3 separate regions of the Zea mays genome follow, and all the other regions are linked to region 2. A link is a contact called in public Hi-C data. All regions are on one chromosome and are shown on one strand. Each heading gives the region's core, a stretch centred on a gene start, on an enhancer-like site or on the middle of the called end of the contact. The rest is flanking DNA. Distances are from core to core; before and after follow the strand shown.

Region 1 (3,923 bases), core at 200-2,699, 270 kb after region 2:
CCAAACAAAAAAAGAAGTAAGAAGACGATGGACTACCTTATTTCTCAAACCAAACACCTTAATATATAGCTACTTGAATCACCCTTTTATACTTTAAGATTTAGAACTTGTATTGTTTAAATGTTGCGACTCGGGCACCATGGGCACTAGACTACATTTCTAATCTATCCTCAGTGTGGACATGTCATTATATTGAAATCTTTGGATACTCCAAAAGAAATCCAAAAGAAAGGTACGATAACTTCCATACAGCTCTTACAAGATGCACCTCGAGGATCTTGATCTCTTGATTTAAGACTAAAAAGAAGTACGACATCACAATAACTATCAGACACGTCTTCTCCGATATGTATGAAAAGTCGTATGTGGTATTATAATATATATATGCTCTCTATATATTTTAATTGATTGTGTATTATATATCATGCAGTGCCCCAAACAATCATCAGGGATAATATCATATAGGTACTACACTTGTGAGGACAAATTTAGCATTAGCTAAAAACAGCTAAAGGCTTATTCGTTTCACCCTTAACTCATATGGATTGTGTGGTATTGAGTCGGTTTAAATCCATAGCAAGTCAAAATCCAGTTCAATCTGTTTCAATACACTCAATTCATATGAAATTGGAATAATCGAACTAGACCTAAAGAGTGCACAAGACTAGTGGAAAATGGAACGAGCCAACCGTTGCAGACAAATATATATGGATCAAATAGCGGACTATAAAATATTACAAACCAAATACGCATATGACATGTGCAACTTCTTCGTGTTAACATAAATTAAGGAGATTTTTGGGCTCGGTTATAGGAGGAACACTCAAAGACCATCTAGCTAGTTCATCGCCAGCTATTACTTACTATATCAAAGTCAAGGTTGATGGGATTCTTAATTTGCCTTTCATTTATGGTATTGGCTATGTTAATTAAACTCGGTGTGTAAACTTTACAATAATAATTTTGGGCCCATGTCTTTTTTCTGCAAACTTCAAAAAAAATCCGTGTCAGAGAGACAGACAGATGGTAGATCTAGGAAGAAAGTAGAGTGGCTTATCGAAAAAGGTAAAGAAAGTGTAACAATAATGGGCAAGCAAAGCGCATTACCATACTCATCCCTCTTTGCACTAACAAATCCACGAGCTAGCTAATAACCGGATTATTCACATGTTTCTTAAGTGCAGCAGATATACCCAAAGTGCTAAGGCAAACGACCACATCAACTCTTTCCGAAGACACGAGGAGCTTGGATGGAGAGAGCTAGGAAGATGACTCTTGCCCAAACACACCAGAAAAAATTGTGATTCAGAGGAGGCCAACATGAAAAAAAAAGCTACACACACATACACACACACACTAGTCTAGCTAACTTTGGAACATCCAACCAGAGGAGGAGATCATGCAGCATCTTCATCTTTATATAAGGCTGCCCCCCTCCTCTCCTTTGCTATTCAGTGTAGCCAGCAGGTAGCTGCATCAGCTAGCTAGCTAGATAGACACTTAGACAGGCATAAAACCATCTCGGGCACTCGTTCCCTGCACAAGTGTAGGAGAGAGCTGAGGCCTGCTGGCCATGGACACCACCAGCAAGAAAGCCTACGGGGTTGCCGTCGTCATACAGCTCATCTACACCGGCATGTACGTCGTCTCCAAGGCGGCATTCGACCATGGCATGAGCACCTACGTGTTCATCTTCTACCGCCAGGCGGCCGCCACTGCGCTGTTGCTCCCCATAGCCATTGTGCTTGAAAGGTATAACAGCTCAACAGCCGACTCAACTTGACTAAGGATAAGCAGCAGCAGTCTACTCTGCATAATTAAAACTGCAAATTGCTTTTTTCCCCATGTGATGAATATATAATAGCTTGGTGAAATTGCTGATATCGATATATCTGTGATTGATTCGATCGCAGGAAGAATGCACCACCCATGTCATTCAGGCTGTTTTTGAAGCTGTTCTTCTATGCATTGCTTGGGTATGTAACTGACATTACATCCATCCAATCAGTGGTATCAGCAGCTTCCTGTTACTGAATACAACTACTGATGGTTAACACCATATTGTATACATATATGACATGTATGTATGTGGTGTCTCCTTTTGAACTTTTTGTAGCAACACATTGAGCATGAATCTGTACAACATAAGCCTCAAGTACACCTCTGCAACAGTGGCATCGGCAACGAGCAACTCTGTCCCTGTGGTCACCTTCTTCCTGGCAGTCCTGTTAAGGTATATACATAAAGCAGAAAAAGGAACTCATCATTAGCTAGCACACCTATGTCACTATTATGTTCATTCACATATATATTATGCATGCAGGCTGGAAGTGGTTCGGCTGAGAAGCCCGTCAGGCATGGCGAAGGCGGCGGGCGTGGCGCTGTGCCTGGCCGGGGTCCTGACCATCGCGCTGTACACTGGGCCGTCGATGAGCCCGGTGAACCACCACCGCGCCTTCGCGGCGCACCAGCAGCACCCCCATCCCCATGCCGATGGCGGCGGCGGCGGCAAGGGGACGTGGATCAAGGGCACGTTCCTGATGCTGCTGTCCAACACGACGTGGTCCCTCTGGATCGTGCTGCAGGCGTCGCTGCTCAAGGAGTACCCCAACAAGCTGCTGTCCACGCTGGTGCAGTGCGCGCTCAGCACCGCCCAGTCCTTCCTCCTCGCCGTCGCCGTCGAGCGGGACCCCGCCGCCTGGAAGCTGCAGCTCGACGTCGGCCTCCTCGCCGTCGCCTACTCCGTGAGTAGCTAGCTAAGCACTAGCAGCAGCAGTCGTATTAGACAGATGAATCGAAAGCAACGTACGACGATGAATTAATGTACTAACAATATATGCGTGCGTGCATATATGTGTGGTATGCAGGGTCTGGTGGTGACGGGCGTGTCGTTCTACCTGCAGGCGTGGTGCATCGAGAAGCGCGGGCCCGTGTTCCTGGCCATGTCCAACCCGCTGGGCCTGCTGCTCACCATCTTCTGCTCCTCCTTCTTCCTCGGCGAGATCGTGCGCCTGGGCAGCCTCCTCGGCAGCGGCCTCCTCGTCGGAGGGCTCTACAGCGTCCTCTGGGGCAAGAGCAAGGACCACCTCCACCAGGAGCATCAAGACGACGAAGAGAAGCAGCAGCAGCAGCCGAGCGCAGCAGGCGGAGACAACCAGAAGCAGCTCAAGGAGCAGTTCGCAATGGAGCCATCATCGCCACTGCGCCATCAGTCCGGATGATGAGGAATGGTCTACGCGTGTATGTGTGTGAGTAGGTTCTACGTACGTGCCTATGTCTTAATGTCTATGTGGTGGGTCTGGGCGTATCCAACTCCGATGCACATGGATGGTCTCTTGTTCGCCCGATGACGATCGTCCTCTCCTCTCTTCTGGACATGCATATTGCTTTTCTAATTGGGCCAAAATTGTAGCAGCTAGCTAGCCCACTGGCCGAGCACATAGCCCATCTGGGACGTATCGATGCCGCGTCGCTTGTATGTGCCGGTACATTATCACAATAGTCAAAAATTAATATAAAACAAATCTACGTGGTAAAAAATCACTATAACATTAATATTATATTAAGGTTGATATAAACATTTAATATTATTATAAATACACCGACTCAACAGCACAATCACAAAACAATAATATGTGATACATTATTTAAGTTTGTAAGTTGTTAGTTAGTTGGACTTGTAATACACGGATTTAATTGATAATAACCACATGGTTATAAAAGAAATTTGTTGTATTGTGCCATAGAAACTATTTTGCTGCGTATTGTATATCATAATTAGGTTGATAATACCATACTAAAAGAAAACGTGTTTGGTATAGGGAATTATCAAAAATGAGTTAGGAGTACATAATAAGTTAGGAGAGTGCATCAGGCTAGCAGGGCACACGTTGAAATCAATCTCGAAGCTCATGACTCATAGT
Region 2 (3,842 bases), core at 1,121-3,620:
TTAGTATAGCCCCAGATGGAAAATATTCAGCGAAGGCAGCTTACAAGGGTCTCTTCCTGGGATCCTGTACATTTGGACACTATAAGCGGGTTTGGAAAACTTGGGCGCCATCAAAATGTCGTTTCTTCCTCTGGCTGGTGGCCCATAACAGGTGCTGGACTGCTGACAGATTAGCAAAAAGGGGGCTCAATCATCCTAGCAGCTGTCCACTGTGTGATCAAGAACCTGAAACTATTAACCACCTGCTGGTCTCATGTGTGTTTGCAAGGATTTTCTGGTATAATCTGCTCAGAAAGTTCGGGTTGGATAACTTAGCTCCCCAGCCGGGCCTGACTTCCTTCCTGGAATGGTGGGAGATAGCTTCTGAATCAGTTCAGGGAATGGTCAAGAAAGGTCTGAGTTCGCTGATCTCTTTGGGGGCCTGGACGATCTGGAATCACCGCAATAGATGCGTGTTTGATGGACAGACCCCCAGTCTCCCCTCTATCCTTCGGCAGGCTGATGATGAGAGAAGACTTTGGGAATTAGCTGGGGCCAAGGGTCTCTCATTCTTGGCAGCTTCTTTGACAAATGGCTGAACCCTACTGTTTCATTTTTAGTAGTTTTTTGAGTCTGGCATTCTTAGACTCTTTCACTTATGTGCGGTACTGGCCTCCGTAAGGAGTTAAATGTTGTAACCCCTGGTCTACTATAGACCTTTTTTTCCTCTTCTTAATATAATTTAAGGCGCAGTTCCCCTGCGCTTTCGAGAAAAAAAAGGACACACTAAAAATGTTTTAATCTGTGAAGCATTGACATAGTTTAAATGAAAATAACTCGTCTGTAGTTTATCATCATTAATCAACCACATGAAGTTTTGCAGGGTCTCAGTGGATCAGCCACTACTATACTCACTCTACACTCTAGTTTGCATGTCAAATGGACACCCCAACCTCACAAATGAGTTTTTCTGTTGATTACAATTTTCTAGGGTCAAATATGGACAACTTTGATATGCATAACTACTGAGATTAAAGTAGGCACAAGCCCAACTCAGATAAAGTAGCAACACATGTGAATCTTTGTCTCCTTGAAGTAAGAGGCTGTAGAGCCACAGGGCCATCGATATTCCATGCACAAACAACAGCATAGTAACAGGCCAGGTCTTAAAATGACAAGCATAGCATAGTTAAACCAACATATTCTGGGCACAGACAACAGCATAGTAACAGGCAAGGTCTTAAAATGACAAGCATATCATAGCTAAACCAACATATTCCAGGCACAGACAACAGCATAGTAACAGGCTAGGTCTTAGAATGACAAGCATAGCATAGCTAAACCAACATATTCCGCACAGACAACAGCATAGTAACAGGCCAGGTCTTAAAATGACAAGCATAGCATAGTTAAACCAACACATTCCAGGCACAAACAACAGCATAGTAACAGGTAAGGCTGAGGCCCTAGAATGACAAGCATATCATAGCTAAATCAACATATAGTACACAACAACTCATGTTGCTTATCGCAAGAAAGAAAGTCGCATCAATTTCACAATGAAACAACATGAAATACAAAACCTAGTCATTTTCGTCAGTCGAATAAGAGTACAAGACAGAAAATCTACTCATTTCCATCGACCAATTAGCCTTGTAAGTTGTAATATAGTAGTATAGGCCAGGATAATCAAATCATTCATCCTACATTGCTAATTGCTTGGTCTAAGCCTGGCGACAGTTTTTTTTCCCTGAGAATCAATTAGCATGGACATGTACAAAGGATGGCAACTGCAATCAGAGTATTACAGTACCTAACTCCGGCGTCTCCGACGATGCCGATGGCCATGCCGGCAGCGAGGCCAGCGAGGCCGCAGGCGAGTCCGGAGGAGAGGTGCGCGTAGCCGTCGAAGAGGAAGTAGGGCTTGGCCTTGGGGTTGATCCCGGTGGAGATGATGACGGCGATGATGAGGCCGTAGATGCCGAGTACTCCCGCCATGACGACGGGGACGATGGACTTCATGACGAGCTCGGGGCGCATGACGCCCATGGAGGCGACGCCGACGCCGCTCTTGGCCGTCCCGTAGGCGGCGCCCATGCCTAGGCACCAGCCGAGGTGATGGGAGTGAGGAATGGATGGTTGGATCCGGCTGGTGAAAGAGACAGAGAAGGGAGGGAGGGAGATCTGATGGGTGCTTACAGGAGAAGACGAGCGCGGCGGCGGCGCCGAGGAAGCCGAAGAAGGGCGCCGTCTCGTCGCCGCTGAAGGTGGAGGCCGCCATGGGTGGAGGTGGAGGTGGAGAAGAGGACGGCGCGGGATCTCTTCTTGCTCTCGCCGACCGGAGAGGACGGACAGGGTCAGGCCACGACGCAGCTTCTCCGCTTGGATCTGCGAGTCGCCCCGTTTCTTCTTTCGTCTTTCTGTGGACTAAAAAAAGGGAGTTACTATTCCTTCATGGGCTGATGGGCCGGGATTTAGATGCCTCTTTGGGCTAGGCCCGGTCTCCATGAAATGCAGACTGTTTTGGTATTCCAAAGGATACTTTTTTTTTGTCTTCTCGGTCCATCATCCAGAGATGACAGCGGGTCGAATTATATTCGGGTATAACAATAACTGATCCAATATCATACATAAACCTTCTATAAATATCTATACCCACCAATTCAATCGGGCAAAAAAATATACCCGTACTCGCGCCCACCGGGTACCCGTCGGGTATCGGGTATCCGGTGGATATGCTACTGCAAAATATAAATCAGCATGTAAATTAATGAGCAACACAGTTTATGACAGCTGAGAGTTGATGAACAGCATCATAACATATGAAATTGATAAGCAAAGCAACATTACAAATTTACAAATCATATTACAATTCATGAGTCATGATAAAGACCAGGACTACAGGTCCACACAGTTCAATGTTATTGACAGTTGACACTTGACAGAATGACCGCTCACACAACACAGTGATAGCAAGTCCATGATGTTCATATAGTAGCAGCCAGCCAGCAACTTCATAGTAGCAGCAGCCAACAAGTTCATAGTAGCAACAGCCGGCAAGCCATGATGTTCATATAGTAGCAGGTAGCCAGCAACTTCATAGTAGCAACAGCCGGCAAGCCCCAACAAAGTGATAGATTGCAGTAGCAAGCAAGCCCCAACATCAATATCATGGATCAATGATTTTAGATTGCATGACATCCTAACAAAGTGACAGATCATACAATTATTCAAATATAAATTTAGTAAAATATAGAATGGCTAAATTTCAATATATCGTTGATTCATCCTCATCATCAAGACAAGTCATGAGTGCATTAAGTACATGAGATCTATGACCTAATCTTTACTACTATTAAGACGGTAAGGGGTAGGCTGCCATTCCTGGTTCTGCCATTTCCATTTCCATTCCCATGTCTCTGGTCGTACAATCGTCTGACAGGTGGGTCCCACAACCGTGGCCTCTTCTCTGTTTCCCATTCCCACACCTCTGTGCCACATTTCCCATTCCCATACCTGTGTATTGAGTTTGACAGGTGGTCCCACACACATGGCATTTCTGCCTCTTCTCCGTTTCCCCTACCCACATATGCGTCGTTCTGGCAGGTGGGTCTCATTTCCCATTCCCAAACCTGTGCTCCGCGTATATGACCAAATTTTACCAAAGAAGTTATCTGTGTGGGGTCACAACCATGACCAACCAAGACTACACAAGTTGTATACGCACTGCAACTTATAAACAGGTGTGTACACAGTTTAGTGGCTGATGTGGTACTAAGTTTAGCACTTTAGCTTGCAAATACGAAGCACACGCGTCCTGGGAGGCCCATCTGCTTGTTATGGCCCAGACCAAGGCCCAGTAT
Region 3 (4,502 bases), core at 137-2,636, 290 kb before region 2:
CTCATCAGACAAACTAAAATATATCAGGAAATAGCAAACACTCTATTCGCTATTTATAAGCATCTGATATTCAAGGAGAATATCACGTTAAATGGATACCGTTCAAATAGCCATAGTACTCCACAACTAAGTCAAGTCATGTGACAGAGTAATACAACTAACTAACCTTTAAGGTACTGTTTGAAGTCGGTTCGGTACCATTTCCCCTTGCGTTTCTGGCAGAAGTCCAAGCATGATTGAGTATAGCTTGGGTCGTGAGTCCAGCGTCTTTGTCTTCAATGTACGAAATAAAGCTATCTGGAAAGTGAAGCTGGCGTATTCGAAACAGACATAAGTAACTGCTCAATTAGTTGAGGTATTGCTGTTACGTGGAGGTTACTATCATTAATACCTTTGTTATGCTGACCGAAGGGAATGAAATCCCAATGAAAAAGCCAAGGACTGCTCCAATAACCGTTACCATAACAAGCCTCATGCTTCCGTTTGGGAATCTAAGCATACTATGAACGTCAACAAGAGCAGAAGATATTAGCATGCAACGCTAGCCGTCCAGAAGCCAACAGCTCGAGTGGAGACAAGCATGTAGGTTTACAAACCTGCGAGCAATAGATGCGAGCTTCGCCATGCTCTAGTACAAGGATGCAGCTAGAGGAGCAATACAGCTGCGAGCGACAAATGCTAAGCATCATATGTGGAGATCATAATGGCGGCGGCTTTGTTATGCAGACAGGAAGGAAGCCTGGAGAAAACACAGACATTGACAATCCATCGTCAGAAGGCCTCCAATCGAAATATGGTTTTCATCTCCTTTTGAATTTGCATAGCATTACAAAGCTACTAACAAGCAACCACAATGGTTGGGCTGCGTCCAAAAGTATGAGCAATGCCCCCAAGTATGCGGTTTCTACTCGCTTTGCTGCTAAGAAGTGGGGCGCACAAACAGTGCAGCACCACAAGATTCTGTGCGTGTAGGACGAACTTGTGCAGGCCAAGTATACGGAATTACTAACAAGTTTTTTGTTGTTGTTACTTTCTCGTACGAGGAGTAAAAAAAGAAATAAAGTAATACTCGGAAAGAAGAGATCTTGTTTGGACTTCTCGGCCGGCGGCAGCATTATTGTAGTACAAGTGGGGTATCTAGTACGGCGAATCGGACGAAATCGAAACCGAGGGCGGAAGGAAAGAGGCGCGGGTTTTGGCAGGAAAGCGAACCTGGCGTCCGTCCGCGCCGGCCGGCGGACGGAGCTGAATAATACCGCAGCGCCGGTGCTGGTATGTTCCGGTTGCGACGGAGGGGGAGCGGGCCGAGCGATGAGCCACCAGCCGTGCCCCCTGCCCGTGGGTACGGCGGCGGCGTGGGAAGAGGAGGGGGCGAGGAGCGGAGCGCGTGGGCAGGCAGGCGGGGGCAGGGGAGGCAGGCGCGCGCGTTTATATGCGTGAGGCGGAGGGTGGGGGAGGGCGGAAGTCGTGCGCTGCGCCTGCGCGGCGCGGCAATGTCAGTTGGAAACTTGGAAGGGATGGGTGGATGGCTGGCTGGATCGATCGATCGATCGATCAATCAAGCCGGAGGAGAGGAGAGGAGCTAGGCCAGGCCAGGAAGGCAGGAAGCCAAACCAAGGGAAAGTTGGAGACGACAGGGAGAAAGGAGAGGGACGCCACCCAACGAACCAACCGCAGCAACTTGCGCCCTCGACGGGGCCGTCCTCCCGCCGTCGGATCCTGGACCACGCGTATTCTTCCTGACCTACCTATTGGTACTACATGGGCCTAGACAGCTCGGTCGGTCGTCCATCCCTGGACTTTGGGATGTCCATGTGTTTGTGTTGTTTGTTGCCAACGTTCCAAACGTTTTTTCAGTTTATTTAGCTCCTTTCTCGTTGACAGTTCCTTCTCAAAAACCAAAATTAGGCTAAGTTGAGATCAAAAAGTATAAGTTTATCTTGGCAGCAAATCGATTCGGCGTCAACATGACTATTTATGCACCCTTTTGTTTTCTTCTGACCGATGCTTGAAAAAACATAATGCTCCGTTTAGACGTTAATATTGGAAGGTACGAATTGATTTTGGTATCAAATTAGACATGATATTGAAATGAGATGTAATCCCAATTCTATTGTTTGGATGTCAATATATTAGATTCTAGTATAGATGAGCATGCAGCCCGAGGCCCGGTTGTCCGGCACGAGGTCTATTTTTTTGGCCCAGCCCAAACATGGCACGACCCGGCTGGGTTTGTACCCTGGCCAATAAATCAGGTCGTGCCTAGGCTACCGGCAGTGCCCACCAGGCAGCACGGTCGGCCCGCCAGAAAACGGCACGCACGGGGCCGGCCCGGTGTCGGGGTGCGAGGGGTAAGGCCCGACCGCCCACACGACATCCGCCCTCCCTCCTCATCTCATCCAAGTGTCCCACTCCCACACAACATCTCCTCTCCCCACTCGAATTGCTTGTCCCGTCGTCTGCGGTCCGCCCGCCGCACGGTCACCGCCTCGCCGTCACCACTACCAGATCTCCGTCACCGGCGACATCGGTGGGTCTCCTACTCTCCTTCCGTGCGGCTCGCCCCACTCCGGCTTTCCCTTGGTCCCTCCCCAATCTAGAAATCCCTAACCCTAATCTTGTCGTCGTTGGTTGTCGGCTCGTCGCGTGTCGTCGTGCCCTAGACCCTCGTCTCTGACTCCGGGCTCCGGCTTGGTAGGTACATTCCTCTCTGACTCTCCCTCCCCAATCGGTAATCCCTAACCCTAACCCTAATCTCCTCTTCGCTGCTTGGTTGTGGGCTTTGGTAGGTTGCGGGCTGACTACATCGTGGTCGTGCTGGTGCCGACAAGGCCGTTGAGGTACGGTACCAAGAAGGGCGCATGGATGACGACGACGACCGGTACCGTAGAACTATCAATGACGAGCTTGTTGAGTTAGGACAACTTCCCGATGACGTCGACGACATGGGAGATGCTATTGTTGCCTTTATTCGGTGTTAGTAGCAGTCATACTGCCATCGACCTAGAGGGGACACCTGCCAAGCCAGTTAGTGATGCTGCTGGCTCTAATGTATTTGATTCTTTGACTTCTTCAAGCACTGGTAAGCGTCGATTTGCTGTTTGGGATGACTTCACTAAAGTCACAGAAAATTGTAATGGTAAGAAGGTGCGCATTGCTGATATTTGCAAATTTTGCAAGGCTCAGTTGAGTGCTAATTCTAATGTTGGCACTTGACACTTGCTTAGGCACCAGAAATCATGTAAAAAGAAGGTTGATCATGCTGCTATGGTTCAAACTAGACTAGCTTTGAACCCTGATGGGTCTTTTAGAAAATGGGAATATGATCCTCAGGTTGCTAGAACTGAGCTTCTTCGTAGTTTGATTACTAGACTTGATCTTCCTTTAGGGATAGCTGACACAGATGCTTGGGATGATTACATTCAGCGTGCTCACAACCCTAGATATGTTAGAGTATATAGGTTTACAACTGTTAGAGACTTGGTTAAGCTATACAATGAAAAATTAAAGAACTTAAAATATGCCATCTTTCCTGTTGTCTTCTGTTTGCTTGACTTCTAATATATGGTCTGGTAATGCCAAGGAAGATTACATTACTGTTTTTACTCATTTTGTTAATGCTGATTGGGAAATAAAGAAGTCTTTGATAGACTTTAAATTGATCCAAGTGTCTCATAATGGTGTTAACATTGTTGAACGCATTACTTGTGTGATTCAAGACTTTGGCATGACTGATAAAGTGTTCTCTGTTACCTTAGATAATGCTTCTTCTAATTCAACTGCCATGCTTACAATGTCACCTATGCTTGCTGGTTATTTGGGTGTTGATGTTGATCCAACAGATCCTAGTAACAAAACTTATAGTGTGCTTCATCAGCGTTGTGCATGTCACATTATTAACTTGATTGTGAAATGTGACTTGAAAAGGCCTAAGGATTATTTAGATGTGTTTATGACCGTTATTAATTTCTTAAACTCTTCTAACTAGAGAATTGGTTCAATTTTAGTAATTACTGCAAAGCAAAAGGTTGTATACCTAGAAATTTTGGTTTAGACATGAATGTTAGATGGAACTCAACATATCTTATGCTAAAGCATCTTTTGCCATATAAGTTTGTGTTTTCTGTGTTCATTAATACACACTATGGCTATGCTCTACTGAATGAACAACATTGGTATGTAGCTGAAAAGGTTTTGGAGTTCCTTGAGCTGTTTTATGACAACTGTTGTCTTGTCTGGTGTTTATTACCCCACCAGTTCTTTGGTAATCCATCACATACTTGAATTTGCTAGCCATCTGCATGAACATGAACATGATACTAATCTAAGTGTTGTTGTTGTTCCAACGAAAACTAAATTCATGAAGTACTGGAAGTCTATACCAATGTTATATTCCTCTGCATTTGTTCTAGACCCCAATGCTAAAATGAGGGGTTTGTATAATGTTCTTGAACTGCTTTCTTAGTCTAACAATTATAATTATCGTACTTATTTTGCTGATG

What was found. A called contact is a pair of places that touch in the nucleus more often than the background predicts.
Region 1: a Hi-C map of ear shows a contact between it and region 2, with 5 times the contacts expected there. The contact joins the promoter of LOC100283502 here to the promoter of LOC100283904 in region 2. A contact is called at or near these places in 13 of 25 Hi-C or Micro-C datasets (bundle sheath, ear, endosperm and 5 more) and 1 of 3 datasets of contacts at active chromatin or transcription factors (leaf).
Region 3: a Hi-C map of ear shows a contact between it and region 2, with 2.4 times the contacts expected there. The contact joins the promoter of LOC100273084 here to the promoter of LOC100283904 in region 2. A contact is called at or near these places in 2 of 25 Hi-C or Micro-C datasets (ear and tassel).

Annotation. Positions count from the first base shown.
Region 1 is chr6:48,307,477-48,311,399 of Zm-B73-REFERENCE-NAM-5.0, forward strand. LOC100283502 (nodulin-like protein) reads left to right here and starts at 1,450. Exons shown (of 5, transcript NM_001375357.1): 1 at 1,450-1,752; 2 at 1,914-1,976; 3 at 2,117-2,233; 4 at 2,324-2,744; 5 at 2,868-3,406. The coding sequence starts at 1,574. The coding sequence ends at 3,221.
Region 2 is chr6:48,039,208-48,043,049 of Zm-B73-REFERENCE-NAM-5.0, forward strand. It overlaps LOC100283904, which reads right to left and starts at 2,371. Exons shown (of 3, transcript NM_001156802.1): 1 at 2,179-2,371; 2 at 1,793-2,078. The coding sequence starts at 2,260.
Region 3 is chr6:47,749,577-47,754,078 of Zm-B73-REFERENCE-NAM-5.0, forward strand. LOC100273084 (lysine ketoglutarate reductase trans-splicing 1) reads right to left here and starts at 1,387. Exons shown (of 15, transcript NM_001147533.1): 1 at 1,213-1,387; 2 at 597-739; 3 at 392-500; 4 at 167-310. The coding sequence starts at 625.